4 separate regions of the Mus musculus genome follow, and all the other regions are linked to region 2. A link is a contact called in public HiChIP or PLAC-seq data. All regions are on one chromosome and are shown on one strand. Each heading gives the region's core, a stretch centred on a gene start, on an enhancer-like site or on the middle of the called end of the contact. The rest is flanking DNA. Distances are from core to core; before and after follow the strand shown.

Region 1 (4,778 bases), core at 950-3,449, 400 kb after region 2:
TGTTCTTCTGTGTCACACTCTCATTATGGGTGTCAGGGGGACAGTGTCTCTGACGTGTCTGCGCTCCTTGGGGGACAGGGCTCTTTAACTATAATTACCTTTATTGACAACAGCAGCAAGGAGCTGTTGCAGGCTTTTCCTGGTACAATCCCTTGCCCTCTTGCCCGGTCCAGCTTCTCAGAGGTGATTGGAGCAGATGATAGATTCCACACACGGGCTTTTTCCTGCTGCTAAGGAGGCATGCCTAGCCTTAGTTTCAAGAAAAGACCAAATCTTCATACAAACGAGTACTCACACATAAAAAGAAAGGATTGAAGAAGGCTGAGAAGAACAAACCATTACCACTGCCAGTAAAGAAACACCTGACCTCTTGAAAGTCAGCTGCTCTAATCTCAAGACAGTCATAGCTGTGTCATTCCCAGGGGACAATGTACTACAGCAACACAGACCAGGCAGCGAAAGCCTCAGATACCGGAGATGTTCTGCAAAAAGACAGAGACTCTCCCTTCCCTAGTTAGCAGTGCTTGCTTGGGATTCTGTCCTTTGTGCTGGCAAAAGTGAACGATGTGCCCATCACCCTTTGAAAACTGTGTATACTCAGAATTACTCAGAACTTAATTACCTAAAGGAGAGGCACAAAATCCAGTTGAATATGTTTGGCCCAGGGAGTGGCATTATTAGGAGGTGTGGCCTTGTTGGAGTGTGTCAGTGTGGCGTGGCCTTTGAGACTCTCCTCCTAGCCGCCTGGAAGACAGTCTGTTCCTGGCTTCCTTTGGATGAAGATGTAGAACTCTCAGCTCCTCTAGTACCATGCCTTCCTGGATGCTGTCATGCTTCCTGCCATGATGATGGACTGAACCTCAGAAGCTGTAAGCCAGCCCCGATTAAATGTTGTCCTTTGTAAGAAGTGCCTTGGTCATGGTGTCTCTTCTCAGCGATGGAAACCCTCACACACTAGTCCACTACCCTTTACTCTGCGTCCTACAGCGGGTCCTCTCCTTTCCTTTACGTGATGTCAGATGCTCACAGACAAATCCCACTTCTGGGAGGTTCTAAGGCTCCCGGACCTGAAACATTGTCCTTTGCAATCCAAGAGATGTTTGTGTCTGAATTTTTGAAGTATGCTGCTTTGTCACTGTTTCCTTAGCATTAAAACATTTCGTTAAGGCTGGAAAGATAACCAATGGAAGTCTGCAGAAGCTGCTGAAACGTAAAAGATTCCCAAGGCCCCTTCCAATGGTTACATTAGCAGTAACAACTGCTGGGACAAGAGACCCTTCGACTGGCTGAGCCTCCGAAGCTCCGCAGTGAGCTCCAAGCATCATCACCAGGCAGGGGTGGGCTGCTCAGTGCTGCAGCTGTGCTGTAACCCATCACCCACACTTCTGTTAGTCACCCCAATAAGCTTTCTGCTTGACCAAGCTACTTCGGGTGGGATAGTTTTCCTGTTTTCAGGGGGTGTCCTATCTGGGGTGCAGAGGCTTTTGATAGCATCTCCCAGAACTTCCTCAGAGCGCACACCTCTGTGCCTTTGCCCAGCCCCTTGGTTTAGATTGTCTTTCCTCAAATTTTTCCAGACATCAAAGAACATTCGAACAAATCCTAAAATCAGATGCCATTCACTCTCTTCCGGAGAAAGCACATTTGCCTGCAGCTGTTAAAAAGTCTAAGCACAACCACGGGCAATGTTAGCCATGTCAACACAGCAGCAGTGGTTTACTGAAAACTTCAAGAACCAAACGAGGTGAGATGGTTTCTAAGTCCGGTCAGGGGAGACTGCAAAGCCAAAGTCAAAGGAAGGAAGGAAGGAGGGAGGGAGGGAGGGAGGGAGGGAGGGAGGGAGGGAGGGAGGGAGGGAGGGAGGGAGGGAGGAAGAGAGGGAGGGAGAAAAAATTTTAAAAATACATAACACGAACACTGTTTCAAGACTTATCTGGCTACATAAGCAATGTATATGGTACTTAGCATTTTGCTTCTACTGGGGTATCAATGAATGCCAGAAAAGACGATTTCAAAATATCTTAAACTCAACTGCAAATTTGCATTAACACTTAGGAAAGAGGAGGGGAATAGACAGTGACAAATTCTCTTGGAGTCTTGTAGATTTTTTTTTTTTCCAAATTGCTGGTTTGAGACAGCTCATCATCTTTGTGAGAACATGAACTGCAGGCTTGTCACTCCACTCTGGGCTAATACAAGCTGAGTGATTATATGCGTCTTCCCTCCCCAATCAACAGCCAGACTCCTGTTCCCTGCTATATGGTTAGAGCCAGAGAAAAGTCTTCTCAGGGGACTAATGAAGAACTGTCGAGATCAGGGCTGTATGACTGAGTAATGGCGGGAGGGCTGCTAGAGAGAGGCAGTACCTCATGAAGTGAGTACGAGCCTTGCTAACCGAGAGGCATCTAGTTGATTGACGGTCCCTCATGCCCAGCGTGAGCCTAATAAGATGCTGCTCTTGGTTGCTTCTGTCCCCTGGTCTATGCTCAGGAACCACCACCTGCCTTCCTCTAAGACTAGGCTCAATTCAAGCCATCATTTAAATTAGGGGTACACCCCCACCATTATCCCAAATACTTTGAAAGAGATCTAAGACTACAAGCCTGTGAACTCCGCTATAGGAGTCATGTCAACCTGACTCTTACCTGCCTATAAGAAAAATCAAATTATGCTTTGTTAGAGATAATCCCATAGCTGTACTACAGTGACTGTGCCTGATCGGGGAAGCTGAGCAGGGTTAGGCCTGCTTGATAAACGGATGAGAGGAACAGTACAAATAAGAAATGATTAAGTCTTTAAACGTTTTTTATTGTTGTTCTTTTATTTTTGTTTTGGTTTTTGAAACAAGGGTCTCATATATCCTGGACTGTTCTCAAACACGTTGAGTATCTCAGGATAACCTTGCCCCTCTGTTCCTTCTGCCTCTATCTCCTGAGTGCTGGGATCACAGGATGCTCTTGAAAACTGCCCTTGTCCCAAATGGTCTCCTCCTCCTTTCCACATCCATGTCAGCTGCCAATGATTGTTCTTCCAAATCAGCTGCTGCTGTCAATCAGCACATCCTACGGTAGGTGGGACTCGATTACTTCCCGGGTCCTTCTGCCTCTGAATTCCAGTGTCAGCGTTCCCCTTTGATTATGTGGAAGCACATAACCACTGAGACAGTCCTGTCAGTCACACCTGCCCTGACAGGGCTGCCATGCCAGGCTACCCTGCCGAAGGACTCCTATGCTTGCTGCTGTCAGGGAATCGGGATGGTGTGGCCCACGAGGAAGGAAACTGGCCCAAATCTCTACCACAAGTTCTCCCAGCCCCACTTCAGAATTTGGTTTTGTTGTGTCAAAGCCTATTTGGTTGTGGTGTTACTGTTTCTCATTAAAAAACAAACAAACAAACAAACAAACAAACAAACAAACAACAAAAGACACGGATGTAATAGCCCATACCTTTAATCCCAGCACTTGGAGGACAGATCAGAGGCAGGTTGATCTCTGTGGAATCCAGGCTATGCAGGATTACATAATAAGACTTCCACAAATAACAACAACAACAACAACTATCTCTTTCTATCATCTTAGAGCCTATGGGGTCCTACTGAGAGCAGAACTTCTGGATGAAAAATCCATCTCAAGGACTATGGGGCAAAACCAGTTTTGCTGTTTGTAAATGGCACGTCTGGGACCAAATGGAGCACATGCTCTTCTCTGTGTGTGTGCGTGCATCTGTGTATAGGTGCACACATATGTGTGTGTAGAGACCAGAGGAAACCCTCAAGTTCAGTTCCTCGGGGGGTTACTCACCTTAGGAGGATCTCTCCCTGACCTGGAGCTTGCCAAAGCAGCCTGGGTTAGAAACATGGGCCAATGGGCCTACATTTTGTTTTGTGTGGATGCTGCGAGTCAAACCCAAGTCCTTATGCCTTCAAGGGAAACACTTTACCCCACATGCTCTTCTTAAGATTTGATGGTGTTTACTCTTGACGTGTATGCATACAAATGGGAAAGGCCAGCATGGCACATCCTGTTAGCAGATAACACAAAACCAGACTGATCCGAAGAAATATGAGCACCCTTCTGCTGAGGCCATTGGACAATTGGAGTTCCAATGTGTCCAATGCCTCAGCAGAAGGGTGCTTCATACCACTGTTCCTGAGTATCACACGCACACACACACACACACACACACACACACACACAAACTACTGCCATGGCTGTGTTAACTAACATCTGTAAAACTGGACTATTATCTGTGTGCCACAGGCTAGTCCTTAGCCGGCCCCCTGTGCTCATTCTTGCCACACTGCTGAGAATCGTATTGATTGTTAAAAACAAAATTAACGTCCTCAAAATTCATTGCCACCACAGCATGTTATCAATTGGTGATATTACTGTTTCCTAGTTTTTATTTTTTCCAATATATTCTGGTATGGAAAAGGTGGGAGAAGGAGAGGGGTGCCACAGATTGCCTTTTTCTGGGTTTCATGGCTGTTGTACATGTGCACTCCCAGTAGCTATGGCTACCTACATCAAACCTGCACAAGATTCAACCAGCTAATGAAATTACTTTAATAAATAGGTGAACTAGAGATTGACTGAAATCAGCATCAGTGAGTATGTATACTGATTCTATGGAAACCTACCACACTCCTAAAACATTGTGCAGAAGAAAGGCAAAGATATGCACCCGTGTACACACACACACACACATACACATTTGTGCTTATCATATATATCCCAATTCTGAGTTGTCTGAGGCTGAGAGTAATTTCTTTCTGATTG
Region 2 (4,411 bases), core at 36-2,535:
GGGCCTGATTATTATTCGGGGCTTCGTTTTGAAGACACAGGGGGAGGAGCTTTCTTAGTAGGGCCATAGTTTGAGTAGTTCTTTATTTTGATTGACAGGTTTAAGTTACATAAAGTGTGTGTTTGTTTATTGATTGTTACTACACATGCCCCTTTCCATATACATCTTTATCTTAATCTTAGCATTCTCAACCATGCACTGATGTGGCAAGGCAAATAGGAGATTCTCTCTGGAAGTTCTCTTGAGGACAGTTTGTCTTATTGCCCGTGTACCCAGATCCAATCTAGGCCAGATTGTCTTACCGGGACATAATGGAGCATGACTGAAAGGGTTTGTCTGTGTTTAACCATCAAGGGAAGAAAAAGCTCATTCCACTGTTCAGAGATGGCTGTACATGAAGCTCAGGATTAGGCAGGGTCCTGGATTACCAACAGATTGCTAGCCATGTTGTTTGGGGAGGTGTGTGTGTGTGTGTGTGTGTGTGTGTGTGTGTGTGTGTGTGTGTTATGTACAGGTAAGGGTCTCAGACTGCCAATTGCGTTATTAGGAGTGGGGTTTGTTCATAGCCCAGACCAAGCGGTGCTCCAGGTTGTGAAACTATTCTCTATGCTCACCTCAGAAGTTTCAACCACACATGGCCCCAGGCCTTCCTATAGGGCTGAGATAATATACAAGGTAAGGTCTGTCTGCTACTGCAGCTGACTTCCCCCAGATGATCAGTGACAGTCCTCACAAGTGTTTATTACAGAAGATTTCTGCATACAAGGAGGTAGACAGAGAAATGCATTCCTACTGAAGGAGGGAAAATGCCTGGTGATTATGTAAATGGGGCCAGCAGGGATTTGTTTTTGCTTTGTTTTCTTTTCTTTTCTTTTTTTTTCTTTTTCTTTTTCTCTGCCTGCCACACAGTAACAGATCTATTCAATTTGCATCCAGTTCTAGGTAGAATTTATTTCACTTGGATTGCACAGATATGCTAATTTGGTCATTCATCAGGACAATAAATGGCTTGTCATTTTGCCTAAGCCTCCCATTCCCCCTCCCATAGCATGGAAATCATTCTAAGCTTGGACAGCTGGCAAGTAATGTATAAATTAGGAGACCAAAGCTTCCACCAAGCACTCTGCCAGGAGATGGCAATGGTACTGTGAAGCAGGAGAGCAGACTCCAAGGCAGGCAAGTGACAATATCACCTACAGCCACACAGGCTATGGACGGGGACTTTGGACTAGGTCCCCAACAAACAAAAACCACACATGGTCCCTCTTATCAAATGTTAAATAACTAAAATGAGTGTTGGGTGTGGGAAGGCGGGAGAGCAAGTAAGGGATAGCACGACTTCCCTGGCCTCACATAGCCACGCCCCATCGCTCCTCCTTTGTTGAGTGAGGAACTGGCTGGACCTGGGGCTCACAGTGCTATTTCATTTGGACAAAGTCTTTTCAGTGCAGTGTGTTTTGCAAGCACCAGCAGGATTGAAATCTTATCAGTAGTGTTCCAGCTAATAGCATAGTCACCCTAAACATGTGTGATAATAAAAAAAGTGTGTGAGTGTGTGTGTGTGTGTGTGTGTGTGTGTGTGTGTACACCTGAGTGTAGGCTAGAAGAAGGTGTTGGATCCCTTGTTCCTGGAAGTACAAGTGGTTGTAAACCACCTTGTGTGGTTGCTGGAAACTAAGCCCAGATCATTTGGAGAAACTAAATGTGCTATGGTCCACAGAGCTGTCTCTCTGGGCCCCTGTTTCACCAACCATCCCTTGCTGAAATGTTCACTGGGCAAGAAATTCTTGAACATTGTCTCAAATGCAAACAAATCAATACATATGCTAGCTATCAAAAAATAGAAGGCTAATTATGCTATAACACACCATGTTTATGAACCTACAAAAGTCAGGATCTTTTTCAAACTAGGAGTATTTTTTGTACCTGGATGAACAATTGCTTACTGCACTGTCTACCTGAGATTACAGCCCAGTTCTAGTCTTTCTTCCCTTTGCCTTTTTCTTACAAATCTGTGTCTGATTCCATGAAGTTTCTGTACCCCACTAGAGGTGGCCAAGAGACTGTTATATAACTCATCAGAACTCTATGCTATCATGAGAGGTTGTTCTTAAGACCAGAGTACCAGAAGAAGTCACCTCAAAAGTGCCCACAACCCAGGAAAAGGATCTCTGTTCTTTTGTTTGGGTTCTAACGGACAGATCTTTGCATAGAGGTTGGCTTCTCCTTGTAGCCTTTAATACCCAAGGTCAAGAGAATGGGAGAGAACTCAGCTTCTGATTTCTTGATTTGATCAGTAGAGCAGAACTGGGTTTCTGACAAGGGGAGGTGCACATCTGGAGTGACAGAAATGGCCATGAGGTTGTGTTTAGCTTGTTCTATCAGGTTACATATAGGAAAGACTTCATGAGGTAATCACTGACCAACCATCCCTTGCTGAAATGTTCACTGGGCAAGAAACTCTTGAACATTGTCTCAAATGCAAACAAATCAATACATATGCTAGCTATCAAAAATTAGAAGGCTAATTATGCTATAACACACCATGTTTATGAACCTACAAAAGACAGGATCTTTTTCAAACTAGGAGTATTTTTTAAGTACACCTTAGACTTAAATCCTGAGTGCTCGTTATTTCCTATCATGTCGGTCCCATTTTTAATTTATTTTTCTTTTTTAGTACAAACAAGCATCTCATTCCTCTTCTTGCATTTGTTTTACATATTTTACTCACCAATCTATGGTTTTATTTACTAGATGCCCAGCATGCACTAGGGACCCTGCTTATTCCTTGAAAACATCATAAGTAGACACAGACCTGTCTCCATGGGAACGTGGTAGATGCTGTCTCGGTCAAAAATTTTAAGAAACAGGCTTGAATCAAGCTTAATAATTAATGCACAGCATGGTTTGGGAAAGAGATGCTTGAGTTGGACTGGAAATATCTCGGAGATTGGACCTATGAACCAGCAAGCATAGATAAATGGTAAAGCAAGAGGATGCACGGTGTGGATAGTGTGGTGGGAAAGCTGCTACTGGTTCTGTTTAGTTGAAGCATATATTCGTGTGTGCTGAGGATGAGGGAGGAAGAGGAAATTGAGAACGTCCTAGGAGACAGTGAGCCAAAGTGTGAAGGGCTTTGTGTGCCGTACTGGGAAGGTTGACCTGAGTCACTGTGCTGACATGACCTCAACTGTGCTCTCAAAGGAGTCAGTGGTGTGGTGTGGGGGAAGAATGCAATGCACTGCAGCGGGGAGCTGATTGCCAGTTCAGTGAAGGTGATTGATTGATTGATTGATTGATTGATTGATTTTGCAAAGAAAATCTTCAGGTGAGGCGAGGTGTTGGCTCACTGGGTAAAGTGCTTGCCATGCAATCACGAGGACCTAAGTGTAGACCCTGACTGGGAGCATGGCTACAGGTGTCTGTAAAACCAGCGCTGGTGGGGCTGAGCCGGGTGGTGGATCCTGGGAGCTCAATGGCCAGTCAGCATAACTAGCTAGCTAAACCCACAGTTGGATGAGAGACACTGTCATTTATATGACAGGAAAACAGTGCCAACCTCTAGCCTTCAAATGAACATACCTGAACACACACACACACACACAGAGTGGGGGGAGGCAACTGAACTCCTATTAAAAATAAAATTGGGGCTGGACTGATAGCTCAGTGGTTAGAGAGGACTGGTTTGGTTCCCAGCACCCACATGGTGGTTCATAACCATCCATAACTCCAGTTCCAGGGTCCCAACTCCCTCTTCTGACTTCCCCAGGCACCAGGTATGCTTGTGGTACACATACATACATACATACATACATACATACATACATACATACCGTCGAACATTCATGCACATAAAATAAGTAAAATAAATCAATTATTTTTAATTCCAAAAAGATTTTAAATAAGAAAAGCATTTTAGACCATCTCTCCTATTTTCAATGGCAGGAGGCTATGTTAGCCTAGAGCAAGCCAGGTAACACTTTAACTCCAGGGTTTAAACTTGAAATCCCAGTGGGCAAATGTGTGAATATTGTGCTTTGTGTAGACTAACCAGAGCAAGTGGCAGGACAGATTGTGTAAGCATAATTCAAGGCACCGGTGTGGATGGTGCGTGCCCTCGTGGGTCAGGCTCTCTCCCAGGTGAGAGTTAGTCACCAGCTTCCTGGGTTTCAGTTTGAGAAGAGGTCACTCATGGGGAATATGACCCACTCCTGTGCACTTGAACCATGACGTCAGCAAGCCTGCCTGGGTTTTCACCTGCTTGGCTTTCCTCCATTCCCGAAGGAAACAGGTTATCTGTTCCTTGCTGGAGAATTTTAAGGGACTGGTGGATCTTATAACAAATGTTCTTCCTGAAAAGACAACGTTTCTAAATCCACTGTGGACTGGAGAGGATTCTGGCCTTTTG
Region 3 (4,586 bases), core at 437-2,936, 300 kb after region 2:
CGACTCAAGGATGTTTTGCTGTGGTTTTCATGGCATCATCCCCATTTTCTTTCCCATCCTTCACAATAAACAAGGTTCTCCCTTATAGGAGGACCAGCCTGGGGTGTTCTGAGAGCACAGACCAGTGTCTATGTGGCCATCCCTTTGGATCTCTTATTTTATTACTCCTGGGTCTTGGTTTGGAATATGTTTGTCTGTCACAGTTGTTTTCTTCTGTCTACAGTTTCCCTGTTTCCCTCTCTTCTGTCTACAGTTTCCCTGTTTCACCACCTATGGTGTCAATAGATCCTGGCTTAACTGTCTCCAAACCCAACTCATGGGATTTTAGTCAATAGAAGGGAACTGCATTCAGGAAGGGTTCTTTTTGTTTGTTGGGATGCTGGTGTTGGGATGCTGGGGGTGGGGGGGGATTGGGTCTCTCTCTCTCTCTCTCTCTCTCTCTCTCTCTCTCTCTCTCATTCTTTGGCAGTGCACCCATAGTGCATTTCAGTCCTTTTCATTGCCCTCCCATCTCCCTTGCTCTGTAACCTTCTCTACAACAAGGTCCCTCCCACTCCGTGACTTCCTTTTACATGGGATCCACTCATTCCGTTAGAGTTGCTTACAGGAAATGGGTAGGTAGCCTTTTGGTTTTGGTTGTGGTTTTCTTTTCTTCTGACGCAAGAGCCACTGCTCAGTGGCTACACCCATTGAAGAAAGTGACATATTCTCCCCCAGCAACAATTAACTGTCAATAGTTCCTGCCCATGAAGTGGAGGGCCTCCTCCCACCCATGATGAACTGTTAGCTGGACCAATCTTGTACATATAACCACAGTTGATGAAAGCAGTGGCCATGTCACGTCCAAAAGATGGACTTCTGCCCATCCCCCATCCTCTGCTCGATGTCCCCTGAGCCCTGGAAGGGAAATGCAGTGTTTAGGGGAAAACGCTCCACCATCACTTACTCTTGGCGCTTGGATCAGTAATGAGTCTCTGCCTTAACTGCTCCTCTCTGCTCACAGAAGCTTCTCCGAGCGAGGCTGAGAACAGCACTAAGCCATGGTTATAAATACGAGTATTGAAAAGGCAACTTGAGCCTTTGAGACAGGGTCTCACACTGTAGCCCAGGCTGACCTCAAACACATGGTGATCCGTTTTTGCCTCAGCCTCCCAAGTGCTGGAATTACAGTATGTAATGAAGTAAAATCTGAACTCTTAAAGGTATACAGCTACCAAAAGTCCCATCTCAGAGGCTGGGTACCAGATATTTAGAGAAGGAACTTTCAGGACCTACTCACCAAATGAGGAATTTTGTCTGACTTCCCTGGACTGATTCTCACACATCACAGAGAGTCCATTCTTAGCATCTGTTACACTGATTGACAGGCCACTAATTTCCCCAATGAGAACCCATGCGTAAGTGTTAATTAGCAGCATCTGGTGTGAATCAGAAATACAGATACCAATTGAGGCAATTGTACTCATTATCTCTGGTGTATGGTCTTTCCCAATAAAACGTTAGGTGATCATGCTGAGGTGTGAATTCCCGAACCAGGCATCAGCAGCCCCGGGAGCACGGTGTTAAAAAGTGTATGCATTTAGATCTGTGTGAACATATTTTAAAGAAGAATGCAGGCATGGTCCATGGCCCACAGGAACATGTCACCCAGCCATTCACTGAAATTCAGCTGAGCGCTGAATCTGAGGACATGAGGGAGAGTGTGCGCTACACTGTGGTGACCTGTCTCCGTGACAAAGGCTCAGTGTGCCTTCTCATCCGGCTTAGCTAGCTTACTGTCTGTGAAGAGTTCCCATGCCCCCCACCCTGCCCTCAGGCTTGTGATGGTCACAGCCACTGCAGGTTTTGAGGAAAAGAGAAACAGAGAAACCAAATGAGCAACATTTAGCTTTTCCCTCTGCCTGTCCTTCCCAGAAACAGAAAACATCTAAACACTAAAGCACCAAGTCGCATTCATTCTGACGTCTTGGATGACCTGACTGTGAACATGGGGTCAGGCCTTGACATTTGTCCCATTCTTTAGTCCTTGCCCCAAATGGCATGCCACTCAACCTGTTTGCTCTCTCACTCTTGAACAAGAGGCGTTGGCAACATTGAATCTGTCTCCTCTACGAGGGTTCAGTCCTCAGGTCACCAGCATGCACAAACATCAGAGCATCATCATTTAAAGCCGAGCACAGAATCCTCTTTCTCTTCAAGTAGCCCAGTTCCTGGAGGTGAGTGGAAAGGAAAAACAACCCATTGAGTGATCCTTCTGACCACGGGGATCAGAAGTTGCAGAAAAGGGTCACAGATAATTCCAAGGACATATTTCCTCTTCTGAAGCCAGGATTCAGAGGGACAGCCGTTTCCACCAACCATAGGAGTGTGGCTGATCAAATTAAGAAATGTGTTTTAAAATTCAATTACACCCTCGGTGGAAATAGCCTCACTAATGGCTGGGGATAGAATTATACCCAGTCTATAACGCCTAACATTTCTAAACCCAATTTTGTGCATTATTCTAAAGGTTAATTCAAAATCCCTCTTCCAAATGGGAAGTTAGACACAACCAATGGAAGGAGGGCATCCGCTGACTGACTGAGGGTTTATCAGCGCTAAGAGTTCATTAGTTTTAATTAGCGTAATCACTAATGTTGCATTAACAGTTTAGTGAAGGAAAGTAATTACTCACACATCCACTGTATTAGATGGGAAGATTAGAATTCATTTTCCAAAAACGATTAGCATTTTGCCAATTAAACGAATCCCTTTTCCGTGCCAGCAGCCCTGTGACCTCCCTCACCCAAGATCATTTAAATGAAACATATTCTGCATCAAAAGATGGAACGGGGAGAAGTGAGGAATTAAGGCTGCATTTATTTCAGGTTCTTTCTCAGAGTGCAGAGTGTACAGGTCTCCATGAGTTCATAATACCCTTCCCTATTTGCATAGTCATTTGCTTCAGTCTCCTCTGATTGTGCCCTTGTCTACCACGTGACACCGAAGCAATTAAAAAAAAAAAAAAAAGCTAGTGATGGCAGAAGATAAAACCAAAAGCAAGTGACCAGAAAGACAAAGTGGAAGTCGTTCGTCGCTTGGGTTTGATAGCAGGACAGGGTAGGGATGTTCTGCTGGCCCCGTTCTGAATGCCGTTTGGAGCAGGCTCGTCCAATTGCCTTAAAAATGCCTTGCTACCCATGGAAGCTTCTTAAAGCTAGCAACCGAGTCTCTTGAGTCTCCTGCTACTCCCTGCTTGGCGTGGAGGTCATTTCGGCTGTAGCTTGGCTTACAAGAACTTAGCGATTTGACCTCAGTACACACCATCTATACCAGATTGGTCAGCCTCTAGGAGAGCTCTCAACACTTCTTCCAGTGCACCCTGTGCTCTCTCTGGCTTCTCTGATGCTTCTGTTCTTGCTTAGACAAGCCACCTTCTTCTGTCTTCACTCAGCGTGATGTCACCTCACACTGATGACAGTAACTACCCCTCCAGTGTGAACTTCTAGTGCCCCGTTGCATGTGGTCCTCTTTTAGTACCCATGGGACTTCCTTTCAGAACCCCCTCTCCTGTGAATACTAAAGACCTTGAATTTTAGTATTGTTTTTACATAAGAAATTTGAGCATCTGTTATACAAATAGTCTAGTATTTTCATATAACCCACTGTCTCAAAATGCTGTAAAATGTGGCGGAAAGCAAATTCCTGGAAACCCAATGGAAAATGTTCTAAGATGTTTTATTTATTCATAAACAGCAAAAAAGCAAATAAATGGTGAAGGGGGCACGCACTGGTTCACACACACTCTCCTTCCTTACTAGCCCTTCCAGTCTGGCGGTAGCCTAGCTCCTGGCAGCGCGCAGGTTAATGCGACTCGGTGTTTCTTGCATTAGGATCCTCCGGAGCTGTGCAGGAATTGATATCTAAGTGGCGGGTGTCTGCGAGAGCATTCACGTGGGGTCCACGCAGATTATTTCTCAACATGATGTTGTCTCCACTGGGCCCTCCTGAAGCAAGCAAGTTTGCCGTGCCAGACATGAGTTTTTAAGCTAAATTCAGGGCGTTCAACACGTTATTTCATGGGCTTCTTTATCACTTGTGCGCACACACACACACACACACACACACACACACACACACTATGGCCTGGTTTTCATAATCTAGGGCCTTGGGCGAGATCTATGGGTTGCCCCACCAAGGGCTTGGGCGGTGGGCGTGAGTTGTTCATTATCACTAGTGCCCACTCTCCAAGGCTTGGTTTTCATGACTCTCTGTGGCCGTGGGAAGTGCAGGGCTGAAGCTGCTGACAGCTTTTACAGGGGGGGGGGATCCTTCTGGGGCTATGTGCTCTTTACACCCACCAACCTCCTCCCAAAGGCTTTAAAGCAATAGTTCTCAAGCCATGGATCGCAACCCTTTGAGGGTCAAAGGATCCTTTCACAGAGGTTGCCTAAGACCATCGAGCATAGATATTTACATAACAATTCATAGCAGTAGCAAAATTACAGTCTTGAAGTAGCAACAAAAATAATTTTATAATTAGGGGAGTCACCACAACATGAGGAACTGTTATTAAAAGGTCTCATCAGGAACTTTGAGAACTGCTG
Region 4 (4,280 bases), core at 954-3,453, 350 kb after region 2:
AAACACAGCTGAAGAGTGCAATGCCTTCCTCTGCAGGAATTCTCCCCTGGCCTCTGGCTTCCTCCACCTGCCCAGTTATCTCCTATATTAGCATTTACCATAGAAGTCAGATGTTTGTTTTTAGATAAGGCACTGGTTCCTTCTAGATAATGGGATGTAGTATGTTCCTGACCCAGCAAGGATGGACTCAAGCAAAAGAGACCGCTGGGCTGGGAGACTCTCACATCAGAGGAGAGATCGCCTGGTGGAATTGTCCAGGGAAGGACAGGCTGAGCAAGGAAAGCCTGCTGGTCCAGCTCTTCCCAACTCAGATTAAAAACAGAAGGGAAAAGGATGCCTCACAGATCCGTGTAGTTAGATGAGCCCTCTCAAACTGTTGTAGTCAATAAAGTACAGTAGTGGCTGGGGTGGGGGGAGAGCTACTTTGCAGGCTGAGCATGTATTTGGGTAGAGCACTATAGAGCTGCTGAGTCTAGTGTGGGCCCCACTAGCTGCAAGTACTGGGAGAGATTGATACATGGATAGTCCAAACTGAGAGTCTTGGAGTGTAAAATATACGGAATCATGAAGAGTTAGTACTGAAATGCAAATATAATTCATTAATGGTTCGAAATTAACAATATTTTGAAATTATGTAAAATAAAAACACTCATCATTTTCATTTTGTGTGTGTGTGTGTGTGTGTGTGTTTTGATTTTGTTTGTTTGGAGACAAGATCATAAAATCATTATCTTGAGGCAACACCTCAATCTGCTGTGAGGACAGAAGGAAAGAGCTGGCCCTAACAGCAATGGTGAATTGCTGTGCTAGTCTTGACCCGACTGCCTCTGAAATGTTATGTGAGAAAGGAAAATATCAATTTTAAACAACTGTCAAGAGTTCTATTACTCTGAGCCACAATAGCCCCAATCAAAACAGGCAACAAGGGTCACAGCACAGCCATGATAGTGGCAGGTAGTGGAGTCTGGCATCAGAATCAACTTCGATACAAGAAGAGGAAAAGGGGAGGAGCTTAGTCCTCTCTCTGCACTAGGGATGCTGGGGCAGATGCTCTGACTTCCAACTTGGCCTCCAGTGGAGAAAAGAATGTGGGGGAGACAGATCTTCTTTGGAATCCATGGGCCTCATTACTTGGAGGGAGGAATTACTTTTGTCTTCTTTTAATGGCACGTTCAAAAGCCTTTGTTGATGCTCATAGCATCGTGTCTAGTTGCCTTGCTGAAGAGCCTCTTCGTATTTCTCCCGGGATGTCCTTAGCCAGCCGCAGCAGTCACTAACTGTGGGGAAAACGCCTTAAGTGTTAGAGTGCATAGGCCACAATGGGTCTCCTGGGTTTGTGCCCAGCCTCTTACCAGTCCCGCTCCTCATAGCAGCAGCACTACCCAAACACACCACAGGTTTTAATCCTCCGCTGGGTGAATAGTGGCACAGCTTCTGCTCCTTGTGTTGATAGATTACTGTGGAAATAGCAGAAGCTTCTACAACTCAGCCTCCTGAAACCTGGGCAGCACAGCTCAAGAGAGGAAACATGCGCTCTCCCTGCCACCCTCCCTCTGGTGCTGGCAGCCAGCCAGTACCATTGTCCAACACTCCCTGTGCTGATGGGGGAGCTGTATCCTCAGGTTCAGCAAAGACGATGCTCACAAGAACGGCTTTGCCTGATAAATTGCCCTGCAGCCAGAAGAGCTGGCGCGCTAATTTAGTGCTCGCCTCTCATCAGCTGAAATGTTTTTATTTTTGGAGGGAATAGGCTGAGCTATAATTATTATTGATCTTGGAGACAACAATCAGAGAAGGCTTGCGTGTGTCCTCAATGAGCAGGGCCAAAAATAGATGAGGTGTCCTGTTGTTCTTGGCCAATCCTAGCTTCTTCTTGCCCTCGATTGATCTCATAGCTGACTTGCCACTTAGAGAACCAAATTAAGTTCTACACAGAGAATTTGGGTGTCTTAATCCTCACCCTCCCACACCCCATCAGCATTTAGAGAGAAGCCACTGGGGTCTTGGCCGTATTCTCTTAGAGAAGGCCTCACCTGACTGGCAACAGATGGATGCTAATGGGATATTTATTTACAGAGTAAAATTAAATTGGAGCTGCATCTTAATGCACAATTTACATAATCAGCTTTGTTCTGAACTGATGAGCTGTTCTCAATAGCACTTGGGACCTTTCTGTCACAGCTGTCTCAAAGCAGCAGCCACTGAGAATGGAGATTAAGTAATTTCCAAAGCTAGAAGTCTTGATGATGCTCTATTATCCCATCCTGGTAGACCTCGTAATTTCTCTAGATACTGGCACGGGATCAAAGATTCATGTTAGTTTCTTGCCACAATATGGGATCAAAGGAAAGATGTTTAATTTGCAATGAGAAAGGGTTAGACACACAGGCAGTCTCTACGCCCACCCTCACTTCTGTAAAACGGATTTATAACGCCTCCAGCTCCCCACAACACTCATATTTACTAACGTGCCAGACTGTGTGCTTCGTGAACCTGGAGGATGAATTTCACTGTCGTACCTTGTGTGCATGATTCTGGTTCAGGGAGAAGCAGATCACAGATGAGCTAAGGCCCTACCCTGGAGAGCTGGAAGGAACAGATACTCCAAGAGACAGCAGAATTATCAAGCCTGGATCCTTAATAAACAAGTCGTGTTAAACTGTTACCTTCACACCCCTATACCAGCACAGAGGGCACTAAATGCTTAACACTGTTCATCTTTCCGAATCCACTGGCCAACTCTGTGAAGGCTAGCATTATTTTCTGAGAAAAGTCCTAATAACAGACACTTGCTGAAAATTCAAGTGCTCTAAGTATGCTTTAGACCCAGGTTTCCTGTACCTCTAAGATAACTATGATTGCTCTCCTGTCTTTTGCAGTCCAGAAAATCGAGTTCCAAAGCAATTAAATAAGTATCCCCGAAACTCCTAACTAATTAAATGAGATAGCCAAAACTTAGACTTGGTCTGTCTGGATCCAAAATACAAAGCACTTGCACGCTGGGCCACATGAACCCTCACATGGCAAACACTGTAGGCCACTCTATTAGCAGAAGTCAGGGCCCCTTTATTAACAGAAATAAAGGATGTTCAAAATGAGACCTCCATCCCTTGGAGCTATAATTCCTAACCTTGAGCATCAGGCAAACACTCCAAGTCCTTACAAGGAAAACTGATCTGAATTATTTATTCCTCCTGTCATTTACTCGTCACAAATGGTTCCTTCCAAAGTGTGCTGCAGTTAGAATACAATGGGGAAATCAAAATCCATTTCCCCCTGAGAGCCAGCTCTGTAGAACCGGATCTCAACAAACCTGGGACTTTGTGACAACTGGTTGTCAAGATAAGACTAATTCTAACAGTGTTTTGTATTCATGGAATCTGTTCCTAAATTCCACTGGGGTCATTAGAGACCATCAATGCAGTAGGGGGAGTATTTCAGTGGGACTCAGTCATCTAAAGGCTGCCATTCAGTGTGTGATCTTAGGCTCATAGGCATTTCTTGATGGTCTAAAAGGCTACATCTTGTTTATACTTAGCAGTCTAACTCCTCTATGCACTCTTGCTCTGGGAAGATCCACAAATACTCAAGGACAAGATTGTGTGATGGATAGATTCACGACTTAACTTATCCCTGTGACAGAACACCTGACAGAAGCAACTGGGAGGGATAGATGTATTTTAGCTCATGGTTTCAGGGTGGTTCGTCCCATCATTTATGGGGAGACGTAGCAGTAGGAGGAGCTCAATTCACGTTGGCAGGCACATGACGCAACTGGTCACGTTGTGGCTGAGGTGGTTTACATGAGAAATGTCCTCTAAAGGCTCATGCATTTGAACGCTCACTTCCAAACGATGGAGCAGTTTAAGGAGTTTTAGAAAGGGCAGCCTTGCTAGAGGAAGTACGTCACTATAAGTAGACTGCAAGATCTCATAGCCTCACCCACTTCCAGTTCATTCTCTCTGCTTAGTACTTGCCCTTGGGGTGTGAGTTCTCGACTTTCTGCTCTGGCCACCATGCCTGCCTGCTGCCATACCTTCCTACCAAGACAGGACCTTATCCCTTGCAACTATAAGCCCCAATAAATCCTCCCTTCTGCAAGTTGCCTTGGACTCAGTGTTTTATCACAGCAACAGAAAAGCATCTGATAAGACAGACCGGAAGCAGAATACAGGACAGGGAAGGAGACAGAGTCAATAGATCCCAAATGACCCACTTCCTGTGATGTGCTTCTACCAGCCAAGCCCCGACATCCTCCAGATTAGTTCTACAGCTTCCTA

The links. HiChIP or PLAC-seq counts read pairs in DNA pulled down with a chosen protein or histone mark.
Region 1: an H3K4me3 HiChIP or PLAC-seq map of embryonic basal ganglia shows a contact between it and region 2, with 4 times the contacts expected there. The contact joins two enhancer-like sites. A contact is called at or near these places in 7 of 39 promoter capture datasets (the C10 cell line, the HPC-7 cell line, cranial neural crest and 4 more), 2 of 484 Hi-C or Micro-C datasets (cerebral cortex and embryonic stem cells) and 2 of 115 datasets of contacts at active chromatin or transcription factors (astrocytes and embryonic basal ganglia).
Region 3: a contact with region 2 is called in an H3K4me3 HiChIP or PLAC-seq map of embryonic basal ganglia, with 2.6 times the contacts expected there. The contact joins two enhancer-like sites. A contact is called at or near these places in 3 of 115 datasets of contacts at active chromatin or transcription factors (VIP interneurons, astrocytes and embryonic basal ganglia) and 1 of 9 other capture datasets (embryonic stem cells).
Region 4: an H3K4me3 HiChIP or PLAC-seq map of embryonic basal ganglia shows a contact between it and region 2, with 3 times the contacts expected there. The contact joins two enhancer-like sites. A contact is called at or near these places in 3 of 39 promoter capture datasets (embryonic stem cells, hippocampal neurons and liver), 1 of 484 Hi-C or Micro-C datasets (nephron progenitors) and 2 of 115 datasets of contacts at active chromatin or transcription factors (embryonic basal ganglia and embryonic stem cells).

The regions. Positions count from the first base shown.
Region 1 is chr14:75,620,867-75,625,644 of GRCm38.p6, forward strand. No RefSeq gene overlaps it. Among named protein-coding and RNA genes, the nearest start is that of Erich6b, 19 kb to the right of the region's middle. Within about 2 kb of position 2,200, at least 9 of the 459 cell types and tissues checked have an H3K27ac peak or open chromatin away from gene starts, as enhancers often do. A contact at or near this core is called in embryonic basal ganglia, where this site is marked.
Region 2 is chr14:75,218,391-75,222,801 of GRCm38.p6, forward strand. All of the region lies in intron 14 of Lcp1 (lymphocyte cytosolic protein 1), which reads left to right. Among named protein-coding and RNA genes, the nearest start is that of Cpb2, 22 kb to the right of the region's middle. Within about 2 kb of position 1,286, at least 18 of the 459 cell types and tissues checked have an H3K27ac peak or open chromatin away from gene starts, as enhancers often do. A contact at or near this core is called in VIP interneurons and embryonic basal ganglia, where this site is marked.
Region 3 is chr14:75,515,720-75,520,305 of GRCm38.p6, forward strand. All of the region lies in intron 1 of Siah3 (siah E3 ubiquitin protein ligase family member 3), which reads left to right. It overlaps Gm35966 (a long non-coding RNA gene), which reads right to left. Exons shown (of 3, transcript XR_001781402.1): 3 at 3,699-3,986. Among named protein-coding and RNA genes, the nearest start is that of Gm35966, 7.8 kb to the right of the region's middle. Within about 2 kb of position 1,687, at least 78 of the 459 cell types and tissues checked have an H3K27ac peak or open chromatin away from gene starts, as enhancers often do. A contact at or near this core is called in VIP interneurons and embryonic basal ganglia, where this site is marked.
Region 4 is chr14:75,564,383-75,568,662 of GRCm38.p6, forward strand. No RefSeq gene overlaps it. Among named protein-coding and RNA genes, the nearest start is that of Gm36060, 13 kb to the left of the region's middle. Within about 2 kb of position 2,204, at least 31 of the 459 cell types and tissues checked have an H3K27ac peak or open chromatin away from gene starts, as enhancers often do. A contact at or near this core is called in embryonic basal ganglia, where this site is marked.